Linked DNA regions of Mus musculus: region 2 is linked to region 1. A link is a contact called in public HiChIP or PLAC-seq data. All regions are on one chromosome and are shown on one strand. Each heading gives the region's core, a stretch centred on a gene start, on an enhancer-like site or on the middle of the called end of the contact. The rest is flanking DNA. Distances are from core to core; before and after follow the strand shown. Region 1 overlaps Wnt2b (wingless-type MMTV integration site family, member 2B). Region 2 overlaps Cttnbp2nl (CTTNBP2 N-terminal like).

Region 1 (6,028 bases), core at 1,913-4,412:
GCTTTTGTCCTCCCCATATCCTAGTGGGTTGGTGGGGGGCATTGCTGTTGAGCTCTTTCTTGAAGTCTCAGGCCAGGGGTCCCTGTTAGTAGGAAAAGGGTTGATGGGGTCTTTTTGTGCTGACATCTTTTGAATTAGCATTCCCTGTACAAGGAGAAAGCTACCCTACTTTTCAAGAATCCCTTCTGAAAGGGGTGTAACACAGAAACTTCTTGCAGTAAGCTTCCAGCCTGTCATGCCAATCAGCTCATCTCTGTTGGACGGAAATAATAAATGTACGCTAACAATCTATTACATTAGATTTTGAGTTGTTTTGTTTCCTCGAGACAGCATCTTACTATGCATTCTAATCTGACCTCAAACTCACTACACAGCCCAGGCTAGCCTAGAACCAAAGTGGCTTTTCTTGCCTCAGTATTTTGCATCATGGCTACAAGCAGGTGCTACCACACCTGGATAGCCATTATTTTATATACATTTGCATATATGAAAACTGAGGCCCAGATACAATCATTAACTTGCTAAATAGCTACAGCTATGAAATAGTACAACTAGAATTTAAATCCAGATAATGTGCCATCATATTCCCTACAAAATAGAGAACCTCACCTGACCTACAGTTCTTCTATTTTCAAGCTAGATTCTGAAGAGGACATGGCAGTGTGGGGGCTGCAGGAAAGGGACGGTGCTGGGACTGGTGCCTCTGGGGAGCTTTGATAGTGGCAACAAGGGAACCTGGGTCAGAGGGCAACGAGTGACCGTTTTGGTTATATTTTCAGGAACAGAGGTTCTTTATGGCTTCTTAAGAGTGTAAGGGTGGACTGGAGAGATGCCTCAGTGATTAAGAGCACTGACTGCTCTTTTGAAGGTCCTGAGTTCAAATCCCAGCAACCACATGGTGGCTCACAACCATCTGTAATGAGATTAGATGTCCTCTTCTGGTGTGTCTGAAAACAGCAACAGTGTACTTACATATAATAAATAAATAAATCTTAAGAAAAAAATAAGGGGGTGTAAGGGTACCCAGAGTGGCATAAACAAAAGTGACTTGTTTCTCACCTCTCTTCCCTGACTCAGGTTCCCTAGGTACCGCAGGCCGCGTCTGCAGCAAGACTTCTAAAGGAACAGATGGGTGTGAAATCATGTGTTGTGGCCGAGGGTATGACACAACTCGGGTCACCCGCGTCACCCAGTGTGAGTGCAAATTCCACTGGTGCTGTGCTGTGCGGTGCAAGGAGTGCAGAAACACTGTGGATGTCCACACATGCAAGGCCCCTAAGAAGGCAGAGTGGCTGGACCAGACCTGAACACACAGAAACCTCATTCTTCCCTCCACTTCAAGCCTCTGACTCAAAAGCACAAGACCCTTGCATGCGCACCTTCCTCTACCCTCAATCCTGGGCTGCTATGGCTTCTGTCACGGACCTGGAGAGTGATCCGGAGGGACCCCAATGTCCCGGCCGCCTGGTTCCTTAGCCCTAGGGACGTGTTGATAGGGGATGGATTTAGGAGGCTGAGTGACTCCCTGATGGTCCATCTGGAGGTTTGAAGGGAGAGTAGGAGAGGTCTGTCTTCAGAGTGATTTGAGTTGCACTAAGTCAAGGCTCATCCTCCCCTTTGCTTGCACTGACTTCTGATCCTCTTTGGGTATGCAACAGGAAGGGAACCTGGAGGTAGCTTCCGTGTTTGATGCTACTCTGCCTGAGGATAGGACAGAGATAAAACTGCCTGTCCCTTTGCTGGAGACAGTACGGGCAGACAATCTTAGGCCATAGTATTCTGCTGAGACCCTGAGATAGCTAGATGGGTTAGCCACATTGAACAAGGCTCCACATCATGCTTCTACGCAGCTTATAAAGTAGTGGTTTGGTGAGGAGGAAAATCACAATGCTCTACAGATACACATTCTCTGTGCCTCCCTTTCCACCTACATCACACAGCAGCAGCCTGCTCACTGGCTGCCTGTTCAGAGTGAGGCAGCTTGCAGTGGGTCAAATTCTTACCAGGCCATTAGAGGCCCGGAACAGGATTGTGAGAGAATGACATAGAAAGCCTGGCTAGGCCTTGGGACTTCCCCCACATCCACTATTCCGGAGATTCGGTAGGAAGGGAGGTAACTCATGGGAAGGGTGAGCGCACCTGATCTCAGGGGTTCCATGAGGATCAGTGTATACTAGGAAGGCAGAGATCTCGCATTTTGCTAGTTCTTGAGGATCTTCAGCTTTGAAGTAGGAACAAAAGGCAGCAGCTATAGAGAGAGAGCTGGTGCTGGAGCCGAGGTGGCAAACATCCTATAAGGCCTTTCTCATTTACCCAGCAAATCTTTATTTTGTGATTCACCAGGTCCAACTGTTAACTACTGCACGTTCCACGATCGACTTAAACAGGGAAGGTTCTCTCTGTGCTACTGACCGTTGCCTAACGAGGGTACACAGGAGTGGAGCCTTCAAAGAGAGCAGGCACAGTGACATGGGGGTTCCAAACCTTGATGGTCTAGTTTTATGTGACCTCGACAATGGTCATCTTCTTCCCTATTGATAAACAGAAATAGTATAGAAATCCACAGTTAGACTTAGGTCTAATCCCAGCTATTTACTCTCTATTTTTTATTTTCAGCAGGGTCTTTAAATTCTCCTCTCCCATTTTCTTATCTGTAAAGTGAGGGTGAAACTGAGATCTAACTGTGCCCCAAACTCTAGCCGACTGATAGACGTCATCAACACTCTCACTGGTCAAGTACTTCCTGCTTCTCTGGGACCTTCTGATTTAGGGCTGTCTGGGCAGACAACAGACTAGATTCAAAGGCTTTCACAAGGAATTCTGGATATAGCTCCTCTCTCTCTTCTCAGGTTCCTCTTCATCCAATCGTACTCTCAGATGTTTGTGGAGCAACCTCTTTCTGCCCAGGCAGCAGGAGGCTGGGGTGGGGTGGGGTGGGGGGGCACAGCTCTGGCCACAGAGGCAGATTTATTTGGATGATAGGACTAATATTTGTGTAACCTGCTGAGACCTGTGTGGGAGAGTTTAGTATGGTTTTTCTTTTGGTGAGGGGATTTGCTCCGGTTTCACATCCATTAACACAAAACATGAGCTAGTCAGGGCCCTTGTGGTCTGTGGTGAGGGGATGACTGGAGAAACGGGACTGAGTGAGTCAGGCGGAGGGAATGTCTTCCTCGCAGAGTAGAGTCAACGGGATAACTGATGAGCCAGTGGTGGGGTCACGGAGGGGGGCGGAGGGGAAGAGGGACTTCTCTTGGAAGAGAGGAGTTTTGGGGCAGGGGCGAGAACATCCAAGTTACGGTATCAGTGATGGCATTGGCCTTCACTGGGGAGCCAGCCTGAGGTAAATCTACTTGTGCTGTATTCTCTTTGAGTTTGGGTTCTTAGCTGTGGCAGACATCTGTGACATCTCATATTACTCCATGCCTTTGCCTGGGCTCCAAATTCTAGCTGATAAAGATATACAACCACTTATAAATGGCTCAGAGAGAAATAGCTGTCCAGGGAGTGAGAAGTTTGTAAAGTGAGGTGTTTATGTGAGAGAAAAGATATCCGAGTCCTGCTACGGAAGCTGTGTGGCCCCAAGAAGGAATGGTGGCCAAGCAATTAGTTTTTCCTCCGAACTTAGCTTGTCTCTGCATTCCAACTGGCTTTAGACAACTGGCGCTCATTCTGCGCTATACAAACAAACTGATTTATTTGGAACAAGCAACAAAACAAGAACTTTATTCCGTGCCGGGACTCCACAGAATTCTGTTGCTACCTACTCCTTGTCTGCTCTGAAGGCCTCCTCTTCTGTCTCTAGATGGTAGAGGTTTGTTGCCCACCAGCGGTGTCTTAACCTCCTTCCTCAGTTCCTTTCTCTCGTGTTGGCCCTTACTTCATTTATCTTTTGATAAACATTTAGGACAGTGTATTTCAATAGGAGCTATTTGGATACAAAGTGAACTTAAAAGGTACTGTTTCTATCCTTTAGGGATAATAGGATCTTTTCGGAGAAGTGGCTGCACAGCCTGCAGGCAGTTTCTTTTAAATAGAAGAGCCAGGGTGATGGCTTATGGTTGTAATCCCAACACTCTGGGAGGCTGATGCAGGAGGATAGCTGTGTTTATGAGCAGTGAGTTCCATGTTAGTTTAAGAGCAGAGTAAGACCCTGTCTCAAACAAACAGGAAGAAAGAATGTTGGCCATACCCCATAACTCAGCACTATAGAAAAGAAGCTTTCAGTTTTCAGCTCTGAACAATGGCATCAGAGCACGCTCTTCATTAGTGTACTTCAGATTAAAAGAAGAAAATACTGTCCTGAGGGTCTGTGTGCAAAGCTTTGGAGATTTAACTTATGAGCACTCCAGGCTTCATCTCTCTTCCTCTCTGCTGTAGGAAACTATCTTCCCCTTTCTCTTGCATCCCTTATCGAGAACACCAACCATCAGGTCTCTTGCCAAATTCTTAGACCCACTCAGGACATAAGTCTCTGCATGGCTTAATAGAAGACAGATAATCAGGATTTCCCGCCCCCACCCCACCTTTCTAAAATTTGTATTTAAATGCCCTCAGTGGTCATAGGGCAGAAGCCCAAGCTAGCTGGGGATAAGGGACGCGGCCAGGGAGAGTGTTTCTCATCCCTGGGAGGCATTCTGCTTAGCTCCTGCAGCCAAATTACAGCAGCAGAGAACAATGCAGTGCATTCCTGGGCAGGTCGGTGGGCCCTGGGCGCCTGGGTCTGGTGGAGAGAGGTGCCAGACACAGAGCGCTCCATAAGCAACCCTGCAGAGCTGGCCCTGGGTGCAGAAATGAAATACAGCGAGCTTCACATTACACACCTGGTTATTGATGGCCTTGCTGGAGGCCTCTGCCCCCACCTTCCACTTGGGAACTGCCTGTACTGCGGGGGCTGGGCACCTCCGAAGCAGTGTTGGAATATAAGAAAGGCATGCTTCTTTTTTACTCTTTGCCCTTCCTGTCAGCCTGAGCATAACTCTGAGGACACACATGGACCCATGTGCAGAAGGTGGACTCAAAACAGACTCCCACAGCATTTTTTGGGTTGTATGGGGATTATAATAATCTCACCTCTCCCAACAATTAAAATAAGCAGCTAGATCCTCCAGAAGTCACACCAACAACAGGGTCAGCTACAAGCAAGGAATGTTTCAAAACTACATTATCAACATGCATGCAGTGTTTGCTTTGGGAATTGGTACTCCCCTGGGAGGTGGTAGAGGAAGGACACAGAAAGGGCATGGAGAAGAGATCAAGGGTGGAGAATTACCACCCAAGCAGAGTGGCTGAGGCCGGGTAACTTCTCAAACCTGGTCTGCACTGAGGACAGGGAGAAGTGCATCCTATGTGTTCTGAGTGACTGGCCAGCCTCCTGGACCTGCCCCGAGGTATGCACCGTCACTGGGCTTGCTTTTTATCATCTGCTGTTTTACACTCTTAACAGACCAGAAAGCAGGACACCTTTGGTTCCAGGAGTGATCCTAAGAGGGGTGCTGGAAGAACAAGCAGTGCTTGACAAGGCTGAATGCGGCCCAGTTGCTGACCTGTCGGGAGTGGTCTTTATCTTTGGATGATTGACAGGTTTCAGCTAACAGATCTGAAGTTCCCCTCCTTCCATGCCTGGGTATCACTGGGCACTGCTGCAGCCACTCACTTAGGATGCGGCACTCACCCAGGATTTGAAAGACGAATATTCTCTGCTTTGCTCCCTAACTCTTTTGTTGTTGAGTATCTTTTGTTGTTATTCACTTCCATTTTGCCCATGAATCTACTGACAGAACAGCTGGACATAGGAGTTTTTTAATCAAGAAGGCAGAATTCTGGTTCCATTTTGTCAACACTATCAGCCCCTGTAAGCAACTATGGCCAAACAGAAAAGCCAAGCCACAGTTTCAACTCCCCCCCCCCCCCCCCCCGAGACAGGGTTTCTCTGTGTAGCCCTGGCTGTCCTGGAACTCACTCTGTAGACCAGGCTGGCCTCAAACTCAGAAATCCGCCTGCCTCTGCCCCTCCCAAGTGCTGGGGT
Region 2 (6,028 bases), core at 1,404-3,903, 96 kb before region 1:
GACCTAGTTGTTCAGATGCACTTTAAGAGTAGAAAGTGGAACTGGAGAGATGGCTCAGCATTTAAGAGCCCCACATGGCAGCCCACAATCTGGTGCCCTCTTCTGGTGTGCCGACATAATGCAGACACAGCAGCGTCTGTATACATAAAATATATAAATAACACCCCCTCCCCAAAAGAATAGAACGCAGGGTCTGGGGACACAGTAGCACTTGGGAGCTGAACAGGAAGGTTGCGAGTTTGAAGTCAGCCTACTTTACACAGTAAGGTCCAGGCCAAGCAGACATAGGAAACAAACAAAGAAAAGAAAAGTAAGTAGCTAGTATATTGTTTTATTTTGCCACCACAGTCTGGGTGGTTTGAATAAAAAGAATGTATTTTTTCAAATATTGTTATCATTGGCTAAAAGCTTAGAGCACTGTTCTGATCAGAGTGGATTCTCGCCTTGCACTTTCCCTGACTGGTCTGTATTCTAATTTTCTCTTATAGGATACCAGTCTTATTGGATTAAGGATTGTAGTGACCAATTTTTTTATTAAGATTTTTCATACATGTATTTTGATCATACTGTTTCCCTTTCCCGCGCCCCCACCACCACCACCATCCACCTTCTGGTTCATTCTCTTGTCTCTCAGGAAGATAAGAATCAAAACCTTGAAAAGCAGAACAAAAATAAACTCAATAAGAAAAATAACAAAAACACCATGGAGTCCATTTTGCATTGGTGACTTCTAGGCACTGGGCCTACCCTGTCATGTAGCCAGGGACACTTGGTTACAGGAGCCCGGTTTCCCTTGTCCCACCCGTGTCCGTTGCTAATAGCTGGGAAGGTTAGGATGAGTCCTTGCGGAGGAGTGTGACCTCTCACTCCTGTGCTTGCTCCCTTTCTCCATGATGGACTCTTGCCTTGTTTGAACCCGTGCAGGTTTTGAGGGTGCTCTCATGTCTGACAGTTCTTATCAGGGCTGCTGGATCCAGATGACCCTGTTTCCTTACCACCTCCAGCCTTCCCACCTCCTCTCTCACGTAGATCCCTGAGCCTTGAGGGGAGAAGTTTGATAGATATCTCATTCATGAGTAAGTCCTCCAACATCTCTCACTGTATGCACAGTGTGCAATGACCTCATTTTAACTTAATTGCCTCTGAAAAGTCTCTGGTGCTGGGAGTTAGCTCAGGGGTAGAGCACTTGCCTAACAAGTTCAAGGCCCTGGGTTCAATCACCAGTACTGCCAAAAAAGAAGGCGAGGCAGGGGGCTGTGTGTCTGTCTTCAGAGTCAGTCACATTCTGAAATTCTAGGAATTAAGATTCCACATGAGCTCGGGGTAAGGGGTCATACAGCCCATTGACATACATTATAGAAATGTCAATAGTCTTGTAGTATCGTCAGCTGAGAAAAGCTTGGTTTAAAGTATCGCTAATTACGTTTATATTACTTAATATTTTAAAATTCCATCAAATGAAATTGTGTTTTGTACCTTGACATTAGGATTTTTTAAGGAACTAGTAGTAAGAAGCGATTCCCCCTGAGTACTACCGTGCTGTGAAGCTGGCCTCTCAACTCCCCTAGCCTTAGTCTCCCAAAAGCTGGGTCGCAGGTGTGCACCAGCACACTTGGCTAAAAACTACTTTTTAAAATCAGAAAATCATTTTGTGACAGCATGTTAGCATGGTTTTCTTCCCTGGCCTGATCCAAACAAAAAACAAAATAACAAAACAAAACCAAGAGTGGTAGGACCATGTGGAACGCTGACACTGTCTTAGCACAGACAGGCAAGTAGCCCTTCTGAGCCCAGGGGTGCCAGGGTGGAGAGTGTTTAATCTTCTGATAGTCTAGTACTTTCCACCTAAGAAGGGGCCCCTGGATTCACTAGAAACAGTGCACGTGTCTCCATATTTATTTAGCCTTGGTGGCTTTAAGCACAGTGGTCCCTATTTATCTCACACATACTGGCTTTCTTTGGTTTGGCTTGGTCTGGCTCTGGGCTTTGTTTCTGTTTTTAGTAAAGGTCTCATATAACCCAGGCAGGCCTTGAATCCACCAGGTATTTATGTCCAGGCTGGCTTTGAGCTTTTTATCCTCCTGCCTCATACCTCCCAGAGCTGGGATAGTCGGTGTGCACTACCATGCCCAGGTATAGACTGGGTTTTTAGGATAATGCACTGTTCTGTGAACAGATGTCAAAATACCTATTTTGTGCATTATCTCTGAGTTTTAAGTTATGACCCATATTGGTCTTATACAGATTTATGTCAGGCTACATGATTGGAGCAACTTCAGTTTCTCTTTCTGGTCATATCTAATTACTGATTCTAAGACCTCACTCAGTGGCCTGTGAGGCAGTTTTAGGCCAAGTATGAGTTACTTAAGTTCAATATCTGAGTGTGTAATAAAATGATCTCATAGTAAAATGACTGAATTTTTTTTAATTGACTTGACTTTTTAAGTGGGATTTTTGTTTTTGTTTTTGAGGCTACCCTGTCAGGAACTAAGACTCATCTAAAATGTTGATTTTTTTTTTTTCCTACATGTTCCTTATTACTGACTACTTAGTAAACCTTCACTTGCACCCAGATACTCACACCCAGATACTAGACCCAAACACTACCTGCGCTCCGCCCTGCCCTGCCCTGCCCTGCCCTGCCCTGCCCTGCCCTGCCCTGCCCTATTGCTTACATGGCTGGAGAAGCAGTTTGGGGTGTTTTCTTTTCTTGCCACCTTGTCTCTGTGGTGAAAACACAGCTATGCCTGTTGCCCTACAGGATCACTTCAGCTCCAGAGCACGGGCTTTGTGGAGAAGCAAGCTGCACAGTGTAGTGCGGGCCAGAAGGAGCAGAGCTGGGGTGTTAGTCAGAGACGGAGCAGGGCACAGCAACACATTTCCCAGGCAAAATCATCAAAGTAGTTAAGGAGGCGCTGTGTGGGTGTGTGCATAAGGCGAGGGGTGTGGCCTGCGTGTGCATCCCGGCTTGATACCCAGAACTTCTGATTGTTGTCATGGGTAGGCCAAGCATGGTAGATTACACCTATAAGGATCAGTACTTGAGGGACTGAAGCAAAGAGATAAATTAAAAGCCAACCTGGGCTACGTAGCAAAACTCTGTCTCAAAAAGAAGAAAGAGGACTTCATGCACTCATAAGGCAGAGGCAGGGGGATTTCTCTGAGTTCAGGACTATACCAGGCCAGCAGAGACTACATAGTAAAACTGCCTCAAAAGACAGACAGGACAGAGGGAGAAGGAGGTGGAAGCGGGAGATGTGTGTTTAGTGAAGAAGGACTCTCAGTCTCCCGCTGTCAGGTGGAGAAATGGGGTGAGGAGGCTGGGACTGACTAAATGGCATGCTTAGCACGAATTTGGCTGGAGTTGCATACCGTATGGGAAAGTCTCCTCTTATACTTACCCTTTATGTGGCCTTAGTTTTTCAGGGCATTGCAGTACATGTGACATTTTGTGTGTGTGTGTGTGTGTGTGTGTGTGTGTACTTTTTTTTTTTTTTAAAGAAAACTGAACAGGCAGAAGTAGGGCACACCTTTAATCCCAGCACTTGGGAGGCAGAGGCAGGTAGATCTCTGTGAGTTCTATGCCAGCCTGGTCTTCTGAGTGAGTGCCAGGGCTACACAAAAAGGGGGAAAGAAAGAAACCTCTAAAGTTTAAAGCACTGCCAGCCGGCAGTGAGAACATACCCAGACAGCTTGTCCACAAGTGGTTTTTCTTTCAGATTTATAGACTGTAGCATTCCTTACACAGAAGTGTCTGGGTGTAAACTGTGGGCCAAGCAGGGTCTTGGAGGGCTCTACTGGGAGGAGCAAGCTGGGCATCTGGTTGGAATGATCCCGTCTTTCAAAGTCACTTAATGGATGCTGTCAGTAGTAACAGCTCACTCAGAAAACAGGAGTCGACAGCCTGCTGTGTGTGGTGGCGTGCCTGAAACCTGGCAGTGATGGCTCTGATAATGAGTGTGGGTTAAGAGCAGCCTTTTCCTGAAAACCTTGAGCTGTATAATTCTGCCCGAGCGCTGGCAGAATTGCCGGACCTGCTTATTTCGTGGTTGGCCTGCATGCTGTTGGTCGTTTACTCTTGACTCTGTGATGGACCCACACTTCCTCCCCTAAATTGGGAGATTCAGAGTTTAACTGTTGACTTGATAAATGAATTGAAATAAAGTTAAAGCCCCCTACTTGCTTTTTCCTTTTGTTTTTGTTATTTCATCCTTCCCAGTTCTCACACATGTGTTCTGAGCATGACCCACACACACACCACCCATCCTCCACACCCCAGGCCCTCCTCTCTCCCTTTCCTCTACCTACTTCTTTCCCCATGCCTCCTTTTTTTCTCTCGTCAGTTTCACATCTTTCATGTTGTGGGTTGTATGTGTGTCTGTCTTTCTTTTCTTTTTTATAGTAGCTTAATACTATTGGAAAAATATAAGCAAAAACATTTGTTTATAAGCCAACACTTAATGTGTAGACGTGATGGGAAAAATAGAAGTTGGCAGTGTTTGGCCATCTTCTAAATAGTGGAAATGAGCGCATGTTGATTTGTTTCCTTGCAGTTACTGGGGAGTAAGAGCAGACGTTTCCTTACCCAGATTTGGCAGGTAGAACGCTTTCGTTCTGATGATGCTCAGAGGTGCATTGTGGCGTTGTGGCATTGTGTGTGAGTCATGTCTCCTGCAGACAGGCTTTTGGCAATTGAGGGAAAGTTTGTGCCTAGTGCCCTTGACAAGTTGAAATGGCATTGGACATCTTAAGAGATTTCTGTATATCAGACACTAAGGCAGGAGGATCACCATTTGAGTTTAAGGTCATTCTAGTCTCTGTCTTAAAAGAAAATGAAAAAAAATTTTCAGTAGCTCTCACGCTCACTAATTACCCCTTGCAGAAGGGAAGTCAGAGCCCTGTACTTCATGTATAGATTCAGCTTCAGCCCGAGGACTAGGTGGTTTCCCCTTGTCAATAGCAGCCTACAGTTATCAGGCTTTAGCAGCTGTGGCCCTAGGTGACACCAGTGGGACTTGCCACGTTCCTCATAGTATGGACACATGGACAATGAATTTCTCTTGTGTTGCAGTGTTGGACACTTTCCCACCATGCCGACAACAGTTTAAATATCTGTCAGCTTTCTAAAAGTTTAACTGAAGGAAACCTCTAAGACTTCGTACCTGAGGACCAAAGTGCAGCCACCAATTATCAGGTCAGTGTCACCTCTACACCACTCACAGGAAGACCACCACTGCCATGCTGAATCATAATGGAGTTTGGATATGTCTTATGTAAGAAGTATTACAGTGGGCATCAGGAGTACCTTCAAATGTATAGAATAGCAAAGAATTGCTAAGTTTTAATATCTATGAAGAAAGATTACTAGAACATGTTGGTCTTGAGTTACACAACTGTGGTTTTCCCCTGCCTGTATACTGTTTATATAGCATTATAAACAATAAGTAAAAATGCGTTATTATTAATAAAATGTCCCAGGTATTAAAATATGTGTGTAGAAGTGATTTTTACAGGTACAGGTAAGATGTGTGTATGTGTGTGTTTATGTGTGTGATATGTATGATACATATCCCTGTGCATGCATGTTCAGAGAGGCCAAAGGATGTCTTTCTCTATTGTTCTTCACTGTATTTCTTGAGACATGGTGTCTCCCTGAACCTAGTCCTCACTAGTTGGATAGATTAGCTGATCAGTGGGCTCTGGGATCTGTCTGCCTGTCTCTTCCCTCTCCAATCCTGACTGGGGCTGCAGGTGCATGCTGCCGAGCCCCACTTTTTTATGTGAGTGCTGAGAATCTGACCTTGGGTGCTCATGCTTGCACAGCAAGCAGTCTACCCAGCAAGCTGTCTTTCCAGCCCAAGAGTATTGTTCTTCGTTTCATTGATAAAGAGTGAATTTTTTTCTTGTGTAGGCTACTGCTTTCTAATGTAAGTGACTCTGAAGGTGATACTAATTCTATTCTTTGATGGAGACGACTATTTTTCTTAACAGGTCAGAGACTTGATTTGGATATAATCAAATTTGTATA

The links. HiChIP or PLAC-seq counts read pairs in DNA pulled down with a chosen protein or histone mark.
Region 2: an HNF4G HiChIP or PLAC-seq map of pancreatic cancer cells shows a contact between it and region 1. The contact joins two enhancer-like sites. A contact is called at or near these places in 8 of 39 promoter capture datasets (the HPC-7 cell line, HPC-7-derived erythroid cells, cranial neural crest and 5 more) and 3 of 115 datasets of contacts at active chromatin or transcription factors (embryonic stem cells, oligodendrocyte precursor cells and pancreatic cancer cells).

Annotation. Positions count from the first base shown.
Region 1 is chr3:104,942,250-104,948,277 of GRCm38.p6, reverse strand. It overlaps Wnt2b (wingless-type MMTV integration site family, member 2B), which reads left to right. Exons shown (of 5, transcript NM_009520.3): 5 at 1,078-3,473. The coding sequence ends at 1,307. It also overlaps a transcript of St7l not described here. Among named protein-coding and RNA genes, the nearest start is that of Wnt2b, 16 kb to the left of the region's middle. Within about 2 kb of position 3,162, at least 38 of the 459 cell types and tissues checked have an H3K27ac peak or open chromatin away from gene starts, as enhancers often do. A contact at or near this core is called in pancreatic cancer cells, where this site is marked.
Region 2 is chr3:105,038,031-105,044,058 of GRCm38.p6, reverse strand. It overlaps Cttnbp2nl (CTTNBP2 N-terminal like), which reads left to right. Exons shown (of 6, transcript NM_001163332.1): 2 at 5,072-5,194. Among named protein-coding and RNA genes, the nearest start is that of Cttnbp2nl, 12 kb to the left of the region's middle. Within about 2 kb of position 2,653, at least 52 of the 459 cell types and tissues checked have an H3K27ac peak or open chromatin away from gene starts, as enhancers often do. A contact at or near this core is called in pancreatic cancer cells, where this site is marked.